Linked DNA regions of Sus scrofa: regions 1 and 3 are each linked to region 2. Evidence: chromatin contacts called from public HiChIP or PLAC-seq data. All regions are on one chromosome and are shown on one strand. Each heading gives the region's core, a stretch centred on a gene start, on an enhancer-like site or on the middle of the called end of the contact. The rest is flanking DNA. Distances are from core to core; before and after follow the strand shown.

What was found. HiChIP or PLAC-seq counts read pairs in DNA pulled down with a chosen protein or histone mark.
Region 1: an H3K27ac HiChIP or PLAC-seq map of alveolar macrophages shows a contact between it and region 2. The contact joins the enhancer-like site here to the promoter of SGMS2 in region 2. A contact is called at or near these places in 1 of 5 promoter capture datasets (liver), 3 of 47 Hi-C or Micro-C datasets (embryonic fibroblasts, liver and skeletal muscle) and 2 of 2 datasets of contacts at active chromatin or transcription factors (alveolar macrophages and skeletal muscle).
Region 3: an H3K27ac HiChIP or PLAC-seq map of alveolar macrophages shows a contact between it and region 2. The contact joins the enhancer-like site here to the promoter of SGMS2 in region 2. A contact is called at or near these places in 1 of 5 promoter capture datasets (liver), 3 of 47 Hi-C or Micro-C datasets (embryonic fibroblasts, heart right ventricle and skeletal muscle) and 2 of 2 datasets of contacts at active chromatin or transcription factors (alveolar macrophages and skeletal muscle).

What each region holds. Positions count from the first base shown.
Region 1 is chr8:114,078,286-114,081,594 of Sscrofa11.1, reverse strand. All of the region lies in intron 1 of SGMS2 (phosphatidylcholine:ceramide cholinephosphotransferase 2), which reads left to right. Among named protein-coding and RNA genes, the nearest start is that of MIR9843, 31 kb to the left of the region's middle. Within about 2 kb of position 2,039, at least 4 of the 83 cell types and tissues checked have an H3K27ac peak or open chromatin away from gene starts, as enhancers often do. A contact at or near this core is called in alveolar macrophages, where this site is marked.
Region 2 is chr8:114,143,795-114,147,277 of Sscrofa11.1, reverse strand. SGMS2 (phosphatidylcholine:ceramide cholinephosphotransferase 2) reads left to right here and starts at 1,332. Exons shown (of 6, transcript XM_013978974.2): 1 at 1,332-1,515. LOC106504747 (a long non-coding RNA gene) reads right to left here and starts at 1,243. Exons shown (of 4, transcript XR_002346838.1): 1 at 1,134-1,243; 2 at 343-432.
Region 3 is chr8:114,217,631-114,220,878 of Sscrofa11.1, reverse strand. No RefSeq gene overlaps it. Among named protein-coding and RNA genes, the nearest start is that of PAPSS1, 33 kb to the left of the region's middle. Within about 2 kb of position 1,643, at least 5 of the 83 cell types and tissues checked have an H3K27ac peak or open chromatin away from gene starts, as enhancers often do. A contact at or near this core is called in alveolar macrophages, where this site is marked.

The sequences.
Region 1 (3,309 bases), core at 790-3,289, 66 kb after region 2:
TGGGCTCTGAAAAAACTTTTTTTTTTTTGCCTTTTCCAGGGCCGCTCCGGCAGCATATGGAGATTCCCAGGATAGGGGTCTAATCGGAGATGTAGTCACTGGCCCACGCCAGAGACACAGCAACATGGGATCCAAGCCGAGTCTGCAGCCTACACTACAGTTCACGGCAATTCCAGATCCTCAACCCACTCAGCAAGGTCAGGGATTGAACCCACAATCTCATGGTTCCTAGTTGGATTTGTTAATCACTGCGCCATGAGGGGAACTCCTGAAAAAACTTTTAAAGGAGTAAAATTTCTTAGCTAAACTGGCTCCTGTTAACATAGCACTATACCTATATTATAAATTTAATATGGTAGTTAATTACAGTAATTATAACTAAATGGCAAATATGGGTAGCAGAATATTAATACTCAATAGGCCTCTTCCCCCTCCCCCCCCCGAGAGGTGATTTCTAAATTTATATTAATTTTTTAAAAATTACGAAGATTTAAACATGCCTATAGGGTTATCTGGAGACTTCCCTATGTATGTACATATCTCTTTTTTTAAAAAGAGCTTGTAATTGATTGTCTCTTCATCTTATTCACTGATTATATTCTTGACTCTCAAGAAATGGCACTAGTAGCATTAAGAACAGAAACTCCTGGCGTTCCCTGGGGGCTCAGCAGATTAAGGATCCTGAACTGTCCCTGCAGTGGCTCCGGTGGCTGCTAGGGCATGGGTTTGATCCCTGGCCTGTGAACTTGCGCATGCCCCAGATGCAGCCAAAAAAAGAACTGGTTTGAATCTGAGATCCTCCGCTTCCTTACCTGTCTGACCTTGAGCATCTCACTTGATCTCAATTTCTTCTTTTCTTTAAAATAGTTCCTAGTGTTGTTACGAGGATCAATTAGATAATACACCTAACACAGAACCTGGCACATACATAACATTTGCTGAGAGCTATCATATTATGGCTATTTTATTCTGCCTTTTTAATGACTTTATGGTGACAACGGAGTTTTCTTTTTTAAGGGCTGAAAAAGCTTTTTTAATGTCTGTTAAATTCATCAGTCTTTTATTTCCATTGATCTTCAATTCTGTTTTAGGACCTAGTTTTTCTTAAGCCTTTGAATACTTTCAAGTAAATCTCTTTCACTCATCATTACAGGGGGTTTGGGGGGTTTTTTGTTTGTTTTGGGGGGGTTGTTTTGTTCCGTTTTGTTTTTTGTCTTTTTAGGGCTGTACCCATGGCATATGGAAGTTCCTAGGCTAGGTATCCAATTGGAGCTACAGCTGCCAGCTTACACCACAGCCACAGCAATGCCAGACACCAGCCACATCTTCGACCTATGCCACAGCTTGTGCGATGCTGGATCCTTAACCCACTGAGCAAGGTCAGATCAAACTCTGATCCTCATGGATACTAGTCAGGTTGGTAATCTGCTGTGCCACTGTGGGAACTGCCTGCAATTTTTTTTTTTCTTTTTACAGCTGTACCTGGGGCATATGGAATTTCCCAGTCTAGGGGTCGAATTGGAGCTGTAGCTGCTGGTCTGCACCACAGCCGCAGCCACAGCAACACCAGATCTGAGCCACATCTGCGACCTACACCACAGCTGGTGGCAACACTGGATCCTTAACCCACTGAGTGAAGCCAGAGTTCGAACCTGCATCCTCATACCCCTATGTCCAGTTCTTTAATCTGCGGAGCCTCAATGGGAACCTCTGTAATTGCAATTTGTAAATGTTAGCAACACATTTTCTTTGATCAATGTTTAACCTCCATCTTCAATAGATTACATCTTTTAAACGTTAGAACCATATATAAACTTAGATATGTTTTCTTAATTTTTAAACTATATTACACATTTACTATATCTTATCTTCTTGACTACTCCAAATGCACAAGCAGGCCAACCGACTAATTTAGCAATCAAAGCACTCCTTTTTTCTTTTTTTTTTCCCCTTTACAGCCACACCCAGGGCTTATGGAAGTTCTCATAATATCCGAATTGCATCTGAGGCCTATGCCCCAGTTGGCAATGCCAGATCATTAACCCACTGCACCACAGCAGGAACTCCAGCAAGCAAAGCATTTCTAAACCAGCTGGCTGGAGTTCATGTCTGTGCATAGGATGCTATCCGTAGCCTCACATCGGAACTGCTGGGAAACCTGGGAGTGGGTCGTGAGCGTCACACTTGCACCTTTTCTCTGAGCCTTGAGTCTCTGTTGCAGGGCCTCTTCCCCACTTTTTGTAAATCTTAACCTCTGATATGAATTACTGAGGTCCTACCTCTTCCATTCAGATCTAATTTTGTACTTAATTGGATACTGACTGCATCCTTCTTATACAGTTTTTGTATACTTGTCTCACAGTTTTGTAGTTACTGTATCAAAATACAGTATTTTAAGTATATTAAGAGAGCTGTAATTTATTTAATCACTGGTGGATATCAGGCTGTTTCCAATTTGCTCTTCTAACTGTTGAAAGCTTACTGTAGAAATATTTTGTGCACATCCTTATTTCCTTGGAATGAATTCCCAAAATAGAATAACTGGGTACCATTACCCCAATATTGGTTGTATAAATGTTATCTAATATCTACTGCCACAGCCCTTCTGTTGCTGCTCCCATTTTTACTCCCTGATGAACCTTAGAATCACTGTCAAATTTTAGAAAAGAATACTTCATGGATTATTAAGAAAAAAATGACTAATGTATATGAATAGGGGAAGTTCAAGCCCTTTGTTATAATAGAAGTGATAGAAATAAAGTATAGAAGCAAAATTATGAATTTTCTTGGAATTTGATTCTGAAGTTCCCTTAAGGGTGAAAAGAGTGGCACTGTGGGAGTTCCCATCGTGGCTCAGTGGGTAACAACCCAACTAGCATCCATGAGGACGTGGATTTGGTCCTTGGCCTTGCTCAGTGGGTTAAGGATCCGGTGTTGCTGTGAGCTATGGTGTAGGTTGCAGATGCAGCTCCGATCTGGCGTTGCTGTGACTGTAGGCCCGGTGGCTACAGCTCCGATTTGACCCCTAGCCTGGGAATATCTATATGCCGCAGGTGCGGCCCTAAAAACAAAAAAAGGAAAAAGAAAGAGTGGCACTGTAAGATTTATTTCCACTGGCTATTAGAACACAGATTACATGGCTAAAATGAATGATTTTGGCATTGAAAGAGCATCATTATATATACTTCTTTTCTTGTATTTCATCAAATGCCTTTTTGGCTCCACTCAAGATGATCTTATCTTTTCTGTTTAACATATGTTTATATTTTATCGCAGTTATTTCCTAATTTGAAACCTTTCTTGCATTTC
Region 2 (3,483 bases), core at 83-2,582:
TAAACACATCTCCATAATGTCTGAACATGTTGGTTGTAAAGTAGGGAGTACATGGAATATTCACTCAAACTTGCCTATGGCTACACATTTGAAATCTGGTCCTTCTGTGTTCATCAGCGGACTGGTGAACAGCAGACCCAAGTCTCTGATTAGATCTGTGATTGTCTATAAAAACTATTGTTTTGAATTTCCATTTACTTTGCATCCTACAAACAAATCCATTTGCTAGTGCCTTCTGGGCAAAATGCCTGGGCTTCGTAAAAAACGAACTCCTATTGAAAAGGAAAAATAAGCCCAAGGTAAGTAAATTTCAATTGTCAGTGTTCTCTTCTGGGTTCTTACCTTTCAGTAGCTTGAAATGACTGCATTTTCCAGGACAAAGATGTTGAACCTTTGGTTAATTTCAGGAGCATTTTCATTTAGGGGAAATTTCTGTGGTGACAACAGTTGTCAGTTTCAGGGTTTTTTCTGTATTTTTTTTTTCTATTACTATCCTGTTTAATTACCATAAACTGATGGTTGTTTACCTCCATGATTTCTGTACTGGGCACCTAGACACGCCTCTGGATTATTTTTGTTGATTATGTGTAATCACCCAAAAGCTAGTTCAAATCCTAAACAATTACCCTGTCCGAAAGTAGAAATTAACATAAAACATATCTCAATGTAATTCAATAAAGATTTGGGCAAATTCTCTCTGATTCATGCTAGTAAGAATCTGAGGCAGCCATCGTTTACTCTGAAAACTGCCTAGCAGGTGTATGAATAGCAACTCCAAGAAATGTAGAGCCTTGACCATTTTAAAGAAGGCAACACCCCTTCTAAAAACATAACTGCTGAGCTCATCAAAGAAACCACACAGGGCCGCCTTGTGGCTCCAAAAGCTGCGGAAAAGCGCAGTGTTGAGTTGAGCAAAGAACTATTTATTCTGGTGTTTATTTTGGTTACTGTTTTTTATCCTTAATGAGAAGCAAATCAATTAACAGGACAAATGGCATGGTTGATAGTCACCTAAGGGAAAGTATTATTAGTCTCATTAACTTGGAGCACCCTTCCAGCTCACACCTAGAATTACCACCGTGCGGACCCATGACTAACCCTGCCGGGCAGCCCTGTGAGGTTTGGAAACCCACCTCTTTGACCTAGGCCCAGGCAATACCCGGTGAGTAACCGCTGGTGCACAAGCCCACTCACACCGATGTCAGGAAGCAGGTCCCAAATAAGGCGAGGTGCGGGGGTGGGGGATCCCTTCCTGACCCCACCCTTGAAAGTTGCAGGGAGTGGCACCCAGAGAACTTTCCCAGATTGATCTCTGTCACTGCTCAAGGAAGGTCCGCTCCAGCCTTTCTGCCCGGAGCCAATCAGCCCTGCCTGCCAAGCCACTCCTTCCCTGCACCTTTAACGGTTGGGAGCCGGGAAACGTCGGCTGGGGTTTTCTTCTTAAGAAGTCGCACCGGTTTTTCGAGCTCCGCTCTGCGTCTGGAGGGCTACAGCAGCGGGAGCGGGTGCCGCCGGGTGAGTCACTGTTTGGAAATGGAGTGGGCGGGCGAGGGTGTGAGAGAATGAATGATGTCAGGAGCGCGCAGGGCGGCGGGCGGGGAGAGCGGGCAGCCGGGCCGCGGGGCCGCGGTAAACACCGAGCGCCGTGCCGCGGGCTGAGCTGGGCGGGGAGACCCCGCCCTCGGCCGCACGGAGCCGTCCGCGGCCGCCCGAGCCTGGCCGGTACTGCAGCGCCGCTGAAAGCGGCCTCGAAGGCGGCAGCCGCGGGAGGGACCCGGAGAGCAGCTTCCCTGGCGGGGCCGAGGCACGAGAGGGCGAGACCCCGAGTAAACTTTCCAGCGGCTTCGGCCGGGGGCATCTGCGGCGGCGGCGGCTGCGGGCTCCGTCCCCTGGCAGATCCCGGCGGGGGAGCGAGTGCCTTGCGCTGGGAAGGTCTGGAGCCCCAGCTGAGAGCGGGTAAGGAGCGCCCGAGAGGCTGGCGGGGGAGGATGGGCTGAAAAGCGGCGCGGCGGGCGTAGCGCGGGTGCGCGAGGGTGGACTGAGAACGCGGACGTGGCTCTAATTCGGCCCCCAAGCGCCCCGCCCCAGGGCATCCTTCCTTGATTTTGCCTGATTAAGGATGGACGGTGTAGCTTCGTCTCCTTCTCTGAGCATTAGCCTCATTCATTTGCAACCATTTCAGGTAACTAGGTCCTGGCGTTGGAAAGACACAGATTGAACCTAGATTGTCCAGAGCCACTCTGGAGGTCAGGGTTGAAGTTCAGGACGTGGAGGAGGGACTGTCTCTGAGCTTTTTTGAGAGGCACTTACTGATGATGTGTGAACCGTGATAGCCCAGCTCTGAGCTGCCACACTGAAATATTTCAGCGTTTGGCATTCTAGAGCTGCTCCCCTTAAGGGAAAGGAGCCTTGGTGTTTCAGCGCAAGTAGGTGGAAATGGATCTGTCTACCTCTCTGAGATATGGATAATGGTTAATAGCCCGTGGCTACGTCTTGAAACAATGCACATGTTATGGTCTGTAATTTTTTTATATCAGTCTGCCATTCTTCTATTTCATCTTGCCTGCTTTAATATGATCTTAACATCATTTTGACATGTATGTTACGTTTTTGAAGAGATTCAACTGTTTAGTGTCTCTAGGTGGGCGTGGATTTTGAACTTAACTTTTGAAATCCTTGGTTTCACTCCTAGTCTCATCTATAAACTGTGGGTTCTCAGTCAGTGACATTAAACCTCTGAACCAATAAAATGGGACTATAACTACTTCAGAGCACAGTAATGAGGATTAAAGGTCAGAGGACCTCTCATAATGTCAGGCACAAAGCAGACCTGAACAAATTTTAACAGTTTGTATATGAATAAACAGTGTGTTCAGCCGGCTTGGGTAATCACCAGTTAATTTTCACAAAATTTCCTACTTATAAACCTGGTGGGCTGAGGTTTAGCATGTGGAATCCTTTGGCAAGTTCCTCAGAGTCTGAAGTGATGTCTTCAGGAAGTTAAAGGCTTCTGTGTGAACACCTGAAAAGATTTTTGGTTTCCACTCCATATCAGGGGAACTGCCATTCACTGTTTAGACAGAGTTAGAGTAGTGGCAGAAATTGACAAAAGGGATTTGGAGGAAGATTGGAACTCTCTAACTTTACCCTTAATTTTTTTTTTTTCCTTTTTAAAAAATAAGCGGTCCTTGGTATGCTGCTGTTTTGGTTGAAGTGTTGTTTTGTTTTGTTTTGTTTTAAATGAGTTAATATTTAATTTGTTTTCGCTAGTTTCATTTTTAAGTAAAGCTGGTTGACTTCTGACCTTAGAGGGAAACACATGGACACCTTTGGGTTGCTGCCTCCTGTCAGTTTCTCTTTTCATGGAATCTTATAAAAGCCCCTAGGAAATATTTGGAGGGATAGGGAGCATTTGCCCAGGTATTATTGAAAACATTTGTTCTTACTGTACTTGCAACAACTTTTAGGGTTAAAGGTCACAGG
Region 3 (3,248 bases), core at 394-2,893, 73 kb before region 2:
GTGGGGTAATTCTGATGAACCTGCAAGCTCATGGTTGATTGAGAGTAAGAACTAAGCTTTAAAAATGGTGTTGGCTCCTCCTAGAGGCTGAGGATAGCTGAGTATCTGGTACCAACAGTTGTCACTGGAAAAAAAGGTTGGATGGTGGTCAGAGGCTGGAAGAAGGGGTGTCCCAGTTTCTCTTCCGTCCAAACACTAAACACTATTTTTTTTTTCTTTTCAGGGCCACATATGTGGCATATGGAAGTTCCCAACCTGGGGGTCAAATGGGAGGTGCACCTGCCAACCTACATACACCACAGCCACAGCAACACCAGGTCTGAGCCATGTCTGTGACCTATACCTCTGCTCACAGCAATGCTGGATCCTTAACCCACTGAGAAAGGCCAGGGTGGAACCCACATTCTCATGGATACAAGTCAGGTTCTTTACCACTGACCCACAATGGGAACTCCTGGTCCAAACACTATTGAAGCAAGACACTGATCCACAGGATGGCTTAGTGCAGTGCCTTGAAATTAGGTTTTTGACCAAATACGAAAACCCAAACCCAAAAAACTAAATTATTAAGGAAGACTGAGTTCATCAAAAGGCCACAACAATTTTAATTTTGTGTGCATCTAATAAAAATAAACCCTAAAAAATTTTTATGGCTGTACCTGTGACATATGAAAGTTCCTAGGCTAGGAGTCAAATCGGAGCTGCAGCTCCTGGCTTAGTCCACAGCCACTGCAACGCCAGATCCAGCGTGCATCTGCAGCCTATGCCGTATTTTGCAGCAATGCCAGATCCTTAACCCACTGAGCAAGGATCAAACCCACATCCTCGTAGATACTATGTTGGGCTCTTAACCCGTTGAACCACAATGGGAACTCCCAAAAGCCTTAAAAATTTAAAGCAGAGTTCCCTTGTGGCACAGCGGGTTAAAGATCCTGCATTGTCACTGCAGTGGCTTGAGGTGCTGCTGTGGCTTGGGTGCAGTCCCTTGCCCAGGATCTTCCACATGCCACAGGTGCTTAAAAAAGAAAACTTAAAGCAATAGTTGGTAGAATTACAGGAAGAAATTAACAAATCTACTGTGTAATGGAATATTTCAATATCCATTTGCTCATTTTATCCAATGAATGTTCTTGGGTGCCTGAATGCTAAGAAAATGTCTATTTATTCATTGGAAATATGGCTGTGAATGAAACATAAAAATCCTCAATCTTTTGTAGTTACTATTTTACTATAATGGAAGGAGAGAGAAAAATGCACAAATAAATACAGTAAAACCCTGTGAAACACACCCAGATGTCATGAATTCTGAGATTATAGAATGAATGATTTGCTCCCATCCACCACCTAACCTCACAGGTAGAACAGAGGAAGGAGAATAAAGTTGTTTTCCTGAGGACAGGGAATGGAATATGATAGGGGTAGGGGAGGAACTTAACATGAAAAAAGCACAAAACCCAAAGGGGAGGTAGAGTTTGAATCCTGCTTGTTCAGTGATCTCCCAATTCAATATTTCCAAACTGAGCCAACAAAACTGTTGCCATCTAGCCAAGAATTTCCTGGAATCACTGATACTTTTGTGATATCCAGTCGCTACAGACCCTGAATACTTCCCATCAATATGTAAACTGGAGTGAACAATCACCACTAGATGGTGCCAAACTGTAGTGGGGACCCAGCATGGATTTTGGATGGTGAAGCCCAGGACTGTGAGCCGTCTCCTACCCATTTTATTAATCTCACACTGAAAGACAAGAATGATAAATCAAAGCCAAAATGGTTGAAAAGGAAGACAAAGGACTGCATTATTTCACAAAAGTTATAAGTTTATGTAAAAAATCTAAAAGGTCTCTTTTGAGAAGTAATAAGAATTTACCATAGGGTCAATATGCAAAATTCAGTTGTATTTCTGTTAAATTTAACAAGTACTCAGAAAACATTTCTGTAACAACACATAAGTAGAAAACGTAATTTAGAAAGAGACTATATTAAAAATAACTCAAAAATAAGTTATCTAAAATTAAATCTAATAAAAGATGTATGTATAAGGCATGTACAGAAAAAAAAAAAACACAAAACATTTTTAAAATACACTCAAAATACCTAAGTAAATGGAGAAATATGCTATGTTCATGGAAAGAAAGGCTCAATTTTTTTAAAAAAAGTTATTGTCCCCAAATTGACCTACAGAGTTAATGTTATCCTAATCAAAATATCAACAGAAGTTTTGTGAAAAATGACAGTTGATTCTGATATTTGCATGGAAAAGGAAAAATATCCCAGGAACTCTTCAGTAAAAAGAGGAAACTTGGCCAATCAGACATTGAAACTAATGATGAAACCATATTACTTAATGCTGTTTTGGAACAGGAAAGGCCAAAGGATCATTGAACAAAAGAGAGCCCAGAAAGACTCACGAACATATGGAAACTTGACAAATGTCAGAGGCAGCAATGCTGATCAGTGAGGAAAGATTACACTGAGATTCAATAAATAGATGTGTTTCTTCTGATAATAAATAAATCGATAGGGAAGAAGGAAAAATTCTCTTGCAGGAGAATCTCGTGTAGAAGGAATTATGGAGATAGAAAATCACCGTTTGGCAACTACTACAATAATTGATTCAGAGAAAGTTGTCAATGGATGCCGAAACTATTGGGTTGAAAGTTAATGAAGAACAAGATAGCTACATAATTTCAAAGTAGCTTATTAATTACAAAAAGGAAAATAGTGCTTTTAGGGAGGATAAACATGGAAGACATCACTTTAACCAAGTAATCAAAGTTGACATTTTCAAAAATGTAAAATGCTGATACTGTATTTGTCCTGAATGTTACATTGACAAGCAAACAACCTCACTTATACAGTATTCCTGCCAGAAAGTCATCACCTAAGTCTAGTTATGAAGAAATATTCCATGAAGAAAACCCACATTGAGGGACATTCTACAAAATATTTGGCCTGAGCTATTAAAATATGTCACAATCAAGAGCAAAACATTTGTCTGAGGAACTGTTCCAGACTAAGTGTGACTGAAGAGACAATTCAGCTGAACTATAATATGAGATCCTGGACTGGATCCTGTGGTAGGGGGATGGGCATGAGGGTGGAGTAGGATGGCTATAAAGGTTATTTATTAGGATAACCAGTGAAATTTGAAAATGAACTATAGATTAGATATAATAATATATCAGTGTTAAATTTTCTGATTTTGATCATGAATATCCTTGTTTTTTAAAAAAACTTTTACC